Linked DNA regions of Urocitellus parryii: region 2 is linked to region 1. A link is a contact called in public Hi-C data. All regions are on one chromosome and are shown on one strand. Each heading gives the region's core, a stretch centred on a gene start, on an enhancer-like site or on the middle of the called end of the contact. The rest is flanking DNA. Distances are from core to core; before and after follow the strand shown. Region 1 holds the start of C2H3orf18 (chromosome 2 C3orf18 homolog). Region 2 holds the start of Tex264 (testis expressed 264, ER-phagy receptor).

Region 1 (5,015 bases), core at 1,336-3,835:
TACAGCCCACAATCCCAGGCACCTTCTGGTCTCTACCCCTGCTGAAACCCATGTAACAATTTGCCCCATTGCCCAGCTTACTGCTCACAGAACCTCCTTGCCTCCAAATTCTGACTCTTAGGACCCTCCATATGGAACTTCTCCCTCCCTAAATCCTGTGTGGCCTTCATGGAGTATCTCAAAATATGTATTTTCCAGAGTGTTTTCTGGGTCTTCCAATCAGAAGAATTATCTCTCGGTCTCTAGCCCCAGTGGACAAATCTTATGGGGAGGGGGAAATAAGGATTGCATTATCATTAATGGAATTTTTTTTAAAAAAATTTTAGTTTAGTCAATGGACCATTATTTTATTTATTTGTATGTGGTACTGAGAATTGAACCCATTGCCTCACACATGCTAGGCAAGTGCTCTACCACTGAGCCACAACCCAGCCCCACATTAATGGAAAATTGACTTCTGATTAGATTTTCTATTCTAAATACTGACTGCCTTCCCCCAATGGAGGGCCTTCTGGGCCAGCCCCAGCCTGCCCCAGCTCTCACCATGGCCACAGTCAAGCCAATCACCGTGATGATCCCAAAGGACAGAAGCATGGTACCCACGCCAGCCGTGCCATCAGCCACATCAGGGATTCTGGTGTCATTGAAGCTTGTGGCTTCTGGGCTGAGGGTGGTGGTCTCAGAAGTGGGCCCATCAGTGGCAGGCTCTAGGTCAGGTTCAGTGGTAGGTGGGTGGCTATTGAGCCAGCCCCGAGCAGACAGGATCCTGGAGTTCATGCTGATGTTGAGAGACTGCCTGTGGTCAGTCAACCTGCCCATTCACTTCTGACATCAGTAGTACCCCAGCCTATGGCTCCCAACACCCGTGGTGGCCACCTGAATAAAGGAAGCCCCCTTCTTCCGTGGGTGCTGGAAAGGAAGAATAAACACATGAGGCTAAGGACAGGGGTGTGGCAGTGAGATGAAGTGCCTCTAGGTTCTGAAGACACAGGGAAAATAAAGATTTGAGGGCAGTTCAGGGACACAGAGACACATGCTTTATATACCTATGGTTCCCATGTAGATTTAGAAACATGAAAATGAAGTCTGTGGGTACAATGATCATAGCAATCATGCCTGGGAGATAGGAAAGATATCAGGGAGATTTGAAAGAAAAGGTCCCTCCCCTATGCAATAACACCTCTCATTCCTCCCACCTCCACCTCTTCACTCCCTGCCCCTCATATCTCTCTGTAGCTTTTTTCTTCCCTGGAGGAAAAAACTTACCTAGGAGTCATATAGGCCTGTCCTTGAATCCTGTCTAGGCTCAGCCATTTAGTGGATAACCCCAGACAAGTCACTCTACCTCTGTGCCTCGGTTTTCCTAAGCCTAATAAGCCCACAGTATTGCAGGGTTACTGAAATGCCAGAATGAACAAGTCCCTAGAAAAGACTTAGTTCAGCACAAGCCATGTTTACAGTGAGCACCCAGTAGAGATTCCACCTTTTCTTTTGTTCTAACCCAGTCAGGAGGCAGAGAGGCACAGAAGCTACTGGATTCAGAGAGCGGTGTGGTCCAGGCTGTGTGCCTGAAGTGGGGGTGGGGGCAAATGTGGGGAGACCAGGAGACGGGAAATAGAGGCATGGTTTTTCTGCAGGCTTTAGGGTCCTTGGATGCCCCCCCTTCCCTCATAGGGGAACTGGGTGCTGGTGGGAACAAAGGAGGAAGGCAAGGGGAGATTATCTTCAGAAGTAGGGATGGAGCTTCCACTTTGAAGCATCTCCCTTGTGCCTTCCCTCCTCCTCTGGGAGCAGAGATTTTCCCAGCCCAGAAAGACAGTGTGGGAAGGGGTCCCAGCCATTCTGCAGACCTAGAGGAGGGATTCCTAGCTCATGACTGCATCCCTGTTGTGCTTATGGGTACATCTGTGTGTGTGCATGCATGTGTGTGAGTGTGTGTACCCACATCCATGTTGCACCCTTAGGAAAGGACAAGGCTGGCAGAGGGACATGAGTGGGGTAGACTCATCTCTCTCTGCCATCTCTCTCCAGTTATGCTAGGTAAGGAGTCTATTCTTAGCTCTGCCACTGACCCTAGGCATGACCTTGGGCTAGACCCTTAACTTGCTCTGGGGCTCTCCTCCCATCCAGAGGAGAGAAGATGCCCTGCTGACCACTTTCTGGGCCTGCCTTGGGGTCCAAAGGGGAAGGAGAAAAAACGGAGTGAAAGGGGTCTGCGCCTGACCTCTGAGAACCCTCATGCCATTCTCCTCTAGGTCCCTCAGTCCTCCCTGCCTCAATTCCCATGCCCGCCTCCGCAACCCAGTGATTTTTCCATTCTTGCACAGAATGAGAGACCTCAGCACTTACTTAATCCTCTCCGGGGCGCCGAGCTCAGTCAGAGAGGATAGGGGTGGTGGCAGCGGGCGGGAGACCGGGCGAGGGGAACATCTAGGCCCTGCGTGGGGGCGACAGTTCGACCCCAGGTCGGCGCTCCCTGCACGCTCAGAGCTGCGGGCCGGGCCGGCTACCTTGCACGGTGGGCAGCTGCAAGCACCAGCTCTGTCAGTCTAGGCTGGGGTGGGCAGGGCCGGGACCCAGGGCGGGGGTGGGGCCAGGCCAAGCAGCCTCAGGGGATCAGCGAAGCTTCAGTGCCTAGCCTTCCGGCCCTCTCCGCGCCCCCGGACTCTGATTGGCTGCCAGGCCTAGAGCCCGTCCAGCATTGGCCTGCTCGCCTGTCTCTCGGATATGACTCCTCCCTAAAGCGGGAGCCGGGAGCCCGGAGCCAGGTAGCAATTCTCTGAGACCACCCCTCACTCTGGTGGCCTACGCCGACATCCGGCAGGGGACCAAGGGTGACCAGGCCTTTCCTGGGCCACAACTTGGGCTCCTGGGCAGCTCCAACTTCACCGGGACACTCTCGGGCCCCAAAACACAGACGTACGGAGGAGGCTTAGAGAGAGCACTGGAGTTGGAGTTCTTTGGGCTTGAGTTAACTCTAACAGGACCCTTTGCCGTGTGACCTTGAGCAAGCTGCTTCCCCTCCCTGTGTCTCGGCTTCCTATTCAGACCGGAGCCCTAGAGTGAGGACTCTGGTTAAATGACTCCAACTACCGGCGGGTGGAATTTTTATCTGGGTGGTATTTATTGGGTACCCCAACGCAGGCAAGTCTACCTATATCTCACAACACCTGAAATCCACAGCACGATCACTGCAAGAAGCCCTTAGATATCCTCTAATGCAATGGCTTTCAAAGGAGTTTATGGAGGGGCTGGGGCTGTGGTTCAGTGGTAGAGCGCTTACCTAGCAAGTGTGAGGCACTGGGTTCGATCCTCAGCACCACATATAAATAAAGATCCATCAACCACTAAAAAAAAGTTTGTTTGTTTTTTTAAAAAGGAGTTTATGGGAATCACGGGGTAGCTAGGTACAAATGCAGGTGCCTGTGGCTCCTCGGGGAGCCACGTGTTTAATAGTAGAGTGTTAATAGTGATCTAATTAGTATATTGTGGTAGGAGGTGTATTTCGTGAGACACTGCCATGAATTTTATAGAAAGAGAAATTGAGATCCAGAGAGGTCTAGGTGTCTGCACCAAGCTTCGCGACGAGTTGCTATTAGAATTAGAATTCGAACCCAGTTCTCTGGAGTTCTGCTTTTTCAGCTCCCTGCTCCAAATCCTACTAGCGAGAGAGAGAAGGTCAGGAGTGGCCCTGGGGTCCGGTCACTACTGAATCTCGCCCCACGTCATCACCCTCAGCCAGGTACGGAATACTGGGTTCCGCTCCCCCAAACTGGGATCCGTTGGGAATACTGGAACCCACTATTCCACACTGAATACACAGTGAACCACACCTTGTCTCCGCCCACAGAGTGTGTGAAACCACGCCCCTTGACATCGGGCCCGCGCCGGAACCTAAGTTAGTTGGTGACATGACCGGCTCCGGCCTGCTCCTCGCCAGCCAGGTCCGTAAACGCCTGCTCCAGTCTTTCACGGTAGGCTGGATCCACAACCTTGCCGTGACCTTAAGGAACACCTGCCAGTCTGGACCGCTAGGGTGCACCCCACACACGTCTCCGGACTTTCCCGCCCATGGAGCCTTGGGCGTGGAGTTCACAGTTAGGAACTCAGAGACGTTAGGAACGCTGAAGCTGAGTGACAAAGTCTGCCCGAGCCTTTTTTTTGCCTGCGCCGACCCGGAAACTGGGTATCCGAAGGAACACACTGAAGGCTACGCACGTCCGGAAACCGATACCGAGTGGTTTTCCGCAGGCCGGTGGGTGGGTAGGCGAGCAGCCCCGAGTGGGTGGAACAGCCCCTCTGGCAGGTGTGCACTATAGGTGGGGACCATGGTGTGTGCGCCTGGATTGCAACACCCTTGAGACCTGACCAGCCCCACCCGACTTAGTGCAGATGGAGAAGCAGACTTGTAGAGAGGCAGCCTTTTCGGGGTCATTATTAATAATGCCCATGCGGAGCTGGGAAGCAGGCTGTGCCCCATACTTAAATCTTTGGTTACTCCAGGGGCAGCGCATAGGTGGAGAGTTGCCTCTAGTGCGGCAGACCCGGATTCATGTCCTGCTCGGGACAGTTCCTAGCTGGGTGACGTTGGGAAGTTTGCTTCCCTTCCTGGAGCCTGCTTGTCTTTGAGGATGTAGCAATTAGAAGGTGCTCGGTAAACGCAAGTTTGGACCTTATTCTGTCTGAAAGTAAAGGGACCGCTGATTTAAGCCCTCAGTTAAACTTGTTTGTGAACATTTAAATGTAAAATTTTCAATTTTTTTACCTAGCTATTTATGCCAACATCTGAGATTATGGGTTAAATTAGAGGGAAACTTTCGGCTCAATGACAGGAAGTACCAAATGTCACAAGCAAATCTCCTAAACCAGGCAGTCTCCCACTTATAACATTAGTTAAAGCTTGTAACATGGAGCCCTTGCTGTGTGATAAGCTGGTGCAGGTTCTTGACATTCATGGACGAGTGCACTTCTCACTGTGGGGTTATTTCTCCCACTTTATGGACAAGGAAACTGAA
Region 2 (5,015 bases), core at 765-3,264, 990 kb after region 1:
CATGTGTGTTCTCTGTCATCTGAGTTAGGACTCTAGCCACTGCCCACAGAAAGCTAACCAGGGCTTTCAGTGGGAGGAGATGGGGAGGGAGGGGACAGTCCACTCTAGCTCCCCAAGTTTAGTTTCATTAAGGGAAGGAATCCTGGGGAAATATTATATGGAAATTAGGGAGAATAAAAGAGCCTATGTGGGAATTCCTTAGATGGAAGGCAAAAGGAAGGCAAAGTCTGGGCTCATGACAGGGTGATATGTATTATTGGAGCTGGGACTGGGAGTGGAAAGTGTGTAGGATAAAGACTGGATGAGCAGGTTTCAGGCGTATTGCAAGGGGTGAAGAAAGTGCCTTGCAGAGCAAGCTGCTGACTCCTAGTGGCCAGCCAAGGCCTTTCAGAGATCTTACCAAGGTGGCGTTTACACTGTTGGAAGCAGTGGGGAGATGAAGCCTGGCAGACTGCTGGCTACAGCCCTAGTGGAAGGCTAGCTCCCCTTCCACAACAGAGTGCTGAAGCTCCTAAGGCACACCCTCAACTTGATTTCCCACCCCAGCTAAAGGAACTGGGAAGAGAGAACAAGGTGAGAAAAGGCAACTTTAGACTTTTCCTGGAAGAAGCTCATCAACTTCTGAGAAGTAGAATTGATGGGCAAACCCTTTATGCAGATACTGTCTCTGAGCCAGTGCCATACTCCTCTTTGTGTCACAGAAAATGCTTCCAAATGTATACCTAATAGTCATGTGCTTGATTTTCATCATTAGAACCTGCTGGCCTGGCCCTGAGTTAGGGGACCAGCTGCCCATTCTGCCAGTCTCCCCAGGGTATGGGGACAGACTTAGCCCTGTGGTAAGATTTAGTCCCCTCTGCCTGTAGAAAGAAGAAATGTGAAGCAGACAGAGAGGGGGGGAAAGTCAGGATTTTGACTACCTTTGTGGGACCAGCCTGCCCTTTGCTCGTGTTGTAGTGGGATTCACAAGATACACTGCACACATGGCGTTTGACTTTTTCTACAGCCACCTTCATTGTGTTCCCTTTAGAGTGATCCCCCTCCCAAACAGCAGTCCTCATCAGAAGGACCAAGATTGTCCTTGGCCCAGCCTGTCTTGTTTATAAGCAGGCTTATGAGGGTAGTTGTCTCCTTCCCCACCTCCTTCACTGTAAACCTAGGCTTCTCAGGCTACCAGGGCTTTATCTTGGGCACCTAGCATAGTGCTTTGTGGTTCTGAGATAGAAGCTGAAGATTGAACCTGTCCTCAAGGAATTCGAAGTAGGTTAGGCTAAACCAGGTCAGAGTAGCCTTCCCAAGCCACATCCAGGGTACTGGAGGAGACTAAGGGAGGAATTCCCCCTGGAACTAGCTCCAAGAAGATGGGGATTTGGTTTTGTTTACTCAGTATCCCCAGCCCCTAGAACTGTCTGGCAGGAAGTGGTACTTGATAAATGTTGGATGGGAGAATGATTATTCCTGTGCCCACTGAAGGAAAGTTAGTGGGGGGTGAGTGGAAGCCAGAAGCAGATATTTATGTTGTTGAGAGGTTGGATCCACCAGTTTCTCCCCTGAGCCCAGAATGGGATTGAGCTTCTATAGCTTTAAAACGGAAGCAAGTGGCCTTGTGTTGCTTGGTTCCCAAGCATGTTATGAAACCTCAATTAGATAAACTGGCCAGAGTTAAGGGTTGTACCAATGCTAGAAGTTGACATTGCTGTGTCGCACCTTCCGAACCTGTACAAACAGTTTTCTACAGTCCCCGGACCCCCGCCTGACCCTTTATTGCGGGCCACCAGGCTGACTTCCCCCGCGTCTGGAGGTGGGCTGTCGCTGTAGAGCTTCCGCCAACCCAGATACCCTGGGGTGTTGTTCAGTCAACCCTCTGCAGCCCGTTTGCTTGCTGGAGGGGGGAAGGTACACTGTGGGCTCCACCCCAGCCAAGTCCCTGGGATTGGCGCGCGCGCGTTGCTACGGAGACGGGGCGGGGCCGCCCCCTGGGTCCCGAGCGCACGCGCCCACGGCCACGGCCACGTCCCGCCGCGAGAGGGGGCGGAGCGAGCGTGAGCGGCGGGCGCGCGCAGGCTCCGCGACCGATCCCCAAGCTGCCTGTGTAGGGCGGCGTCCGTGGGATGGCTGCTGAGGTGAGGGCCGGGCCAGAGAGGCGTCCCCGCCGGGGCGTGGGCCTGGGGCCACGGTCCTCCCAGGCGTGACCTCAGGGCTCCCCGCGACCCTTTCGTGGCCCCCTGCGACCTAGGCCACCCTTTGCATATCGTCTTGTCCACAGCTGGCCCCGGTCAGGTCCGAGGCCCTGAATGCGACTTTGGGCCAGCCCTTCCCACCTTAGGTCACCCACTACCTCAGTCGCGGGTACGGGGCTTGTCTAGGGGCAGTGGAGCTGGGGAAGAAACGGAGGCATGAGTCACCTTTTAAGTCCATCTAATTCACGAGGCCGCGCCTCGCCGCCCCGCTGCAAACTTTAGCGTCCCTTAAGTTGCAGAGGTGCGTGGAGCTACAAGAGCCGTGAGCGGAGAGAAAGAGGCTAGACATATAGTCAAGGCTTCCGGCCAGCAAGGGCTGGAAGCCGAGAGCGAGAGGCGGCGCCCTCTAGAGCGCGCGGGCCCCTCAGAGCCGCTGTCTTGCCTCTTAGTTCTAGAGCCAAAGTTTTGCCAGCGCGGGGCCCTTTAAGGCCGGTCGTCCAAGGACCGGCCCTCCTCCAAGGCGCATGTGAGCGGCCTCAGGAAGCTCGCGCCGGCCGCCAGCCCCCATACTCACCCAGCCCCCATGCACACCCGCTTGAGTGGTTAGGCGTCTGAATCTGGGGCCTCTGATCCGAGGGTAAACTGAGGCCAGAGAAAGGACACATCCTTCCCAAGGTTAGTGGCAGGGCTGTTTGGGCACCAAGTGTGGTGGCTGGAACCCACCAGGAAGAGGGGTATGAGGAAGGCTCTAGAGAAGATCCAGACGTTGTGAGGGTGGGTTTGGCTTCTGATTTCCCCGAGGTTTTGAGTATGGGGTGGTGGGTGCTTGCAGAGGACCTGGTGGGCTTTCCTTGGGAAGGGGTTAGTCAGGGCGTGGAGCCCTGCCCAGTGGTTATTTCCTGGGCTGGAGTGACTCTTCCTTTCTGCCCCCAGCACTGGAGCACTTGGCCCCTGCTGCGCTGGATACTATGAGTTGCTAAAAGTGAACCTGGCTTTTCAGGTGAGCCTCCCCAGCCCTTCTTCCCTTTATCTTTTGTGTAAGGGGGAAATTAACATTTCCCTTCTTCCTTTCTACGTGCTTTAAAGCTCTGCTCCCACACCCTGCAGGAACATTTACCCCCTTTCTGAGTGGTTTGGGAGAGGCAAAAGAAAGGTGGGAGTTAAATTCCTTTGAAATAGAGGTGTACAGAAGAGAGTAGCACAGAGTAAGAGCTTGTCACTCCTAGAGCAATCCGTGTCCTTGATGCTGAGAGCTTCAGGTCTTGTTCAGAGATGTCCAACCTGGATTAAATGCTTGGGATTTTCTGGAAGCCAGTCATCAGGGAGGAGAGAGAAATTGGAAATGGGGGCTGGGTCATGCTGCTTTGGTTCCCATTGCTTACATTTTGGTTCAGGTGACTGTTAATACCTGTGTGATCTTGGTCAAGTAGCTTAATGTTACTTGAGTCTTGGGTGAAGATGATGGCCCCCATGATTCAGTAGAAGAGGCTAGCTAGGCCACCCATTCCAAGATGACAAAGACTAGAGTAGAGGTGAAGGGCAGGAAAGAAACTTTAATCAGCATGGCCACTTAGGGAAGGACAGATATGAGGGTACTGTGACCAAAGGTTTGTTTTCAAGGGAAAATTTTAGGGTTTTAAATTTTAAGGGTCTTGCATGGTTGAGGAATTTGCATAGTTAGTGGAGTAAGTCATCCTAGTCAGGCCATGGTTGATGATTATCTGAGGACTGGTTCTGTGAACTTCCTGGAAGGTCAAAATTGGAAAGTCATCATCACTTGAACGGGCAGTTTGGTTCCCATTGTGAGATTATTACTCCTGCTTTGGGGGCAGCCTTGGTTTCCTCATGGAATAATTGTTCCCACTAAGGGGAGCAATTTCATTTTGAGATGATGCCTTGACTTTGCTTGAGGTAGTATCAGTCCTTTTTCATAAAGAAACTTATCAATTGAGCCTGTTCCTGGAATCCAAGGTAGCTGAAGGAGGAAGTAGCTCAGAGTGGGGAAAAAATAGTTAAAAGAAGAAAATGGAGTCAGAGAGGGACAAAATGGATTTAGTTTTTAGGTTAGTAACTGTGTCCTCATTCTGATATTTCCAACCACTTGTTCCCTGATCTATACTTGCTTTGTGTGTGTGTGTGTGTGTGTGTGTGTGTGTGTGTGTTAAGTACCCAAATCAACTGGAGATAGAATGAATAGGACAGGGAATGTATATAAAAAAGATAATGAATCTGATGGTCAAGAGCACCTATGAGTGAGAAGACTTGTGGGAGGCACTTCATTATGATACAGTAGGATTATAAGTGTATGAGACTTCTTTGAGATGCAAATGCTGCATGCTCGTTGACTTGAAAAATAATGTTTTAGCATACTCTCTTCACATTCACAACCTACAGGGACCAACCTTAGGGATAACTTTTCCATAGGGCAGAAGCATTGCCTTTTCAGCTCCAAAACCTTTAAAATTTTAAATATTAATTTTATAATATTAATTTTAAATAATTGGAGTGGAAGTGTTCCCCCAGTAGGTCCCATGCTCCCTTTAAGTAGTTTTCTGGATGCTGTGATCCCTCCCTTTATGTTACTGTGCGTAGCCTGCTTAAAAAAGAGCATTCGTCCTCAGTCTCTAAGTTGCTGGGAGGCCTAGACAATCTGTCTGACCTCTGTGGATCTTGAGCCTATTCCTGTATAGCTTTTTTGCCTCTTTTGAGTAACTGTTACTTCCCTGTCTTTTTGTGTTTCTACTTGTACCAGCCTTTTCCTCTTACTTACTGTTTATATTCTGTGGGCTGGGAAAGAAGAGTGAAGCTGTTAGCATTGGTGGTTCGAGTATGGAA

The links. A called contact is a pair of places that touch in the nucleus more often than the background predicts.
Region 2: a contact with region 1 is called in a Hi-C map of muscle, with 4 times the contacts expected there. The contact joins the promoter of Tex264 here to the promoter of C2H3orf18 in region 1. A contact is called at or near these places in 2 of 2 Hi-C or Micro-C datasets (liver and muscle).

The regions. Positions count from the first base shown.
Region 1 is chr2:93,251,693-93,256,707 of mUroPar1.hap1, forward strand. C2H3orf18 (chromosome 2 C3orf18 homolog) reads right to left here and starts at 2,586. Exons shown (of 5, transcript XM_026383861.2): 1 at 2,350-2,586; 2 at 604-909. The coding sequence starts at 819. It overlaps Hemk1 (HemK methyltransferase 1, mitochondrial release factors N(5)-glutamine), which reads left to right and starts at 3,916. Exons shown (of 11, transcript XM_026384044.2): 1 at 3,916-3,944.
Region 2 is chr2:94,244,456-94,249,470 of mUroPar1.hap1, forward strand. It overlaps Tex264 (testis expressed 264, ER-phagy receptor), which reads left to right and starts at 2,015. Exons shown (of 6, transcript XM_026383843.2): 1 at 2,015-2,123; 2 at 3,114-3,180.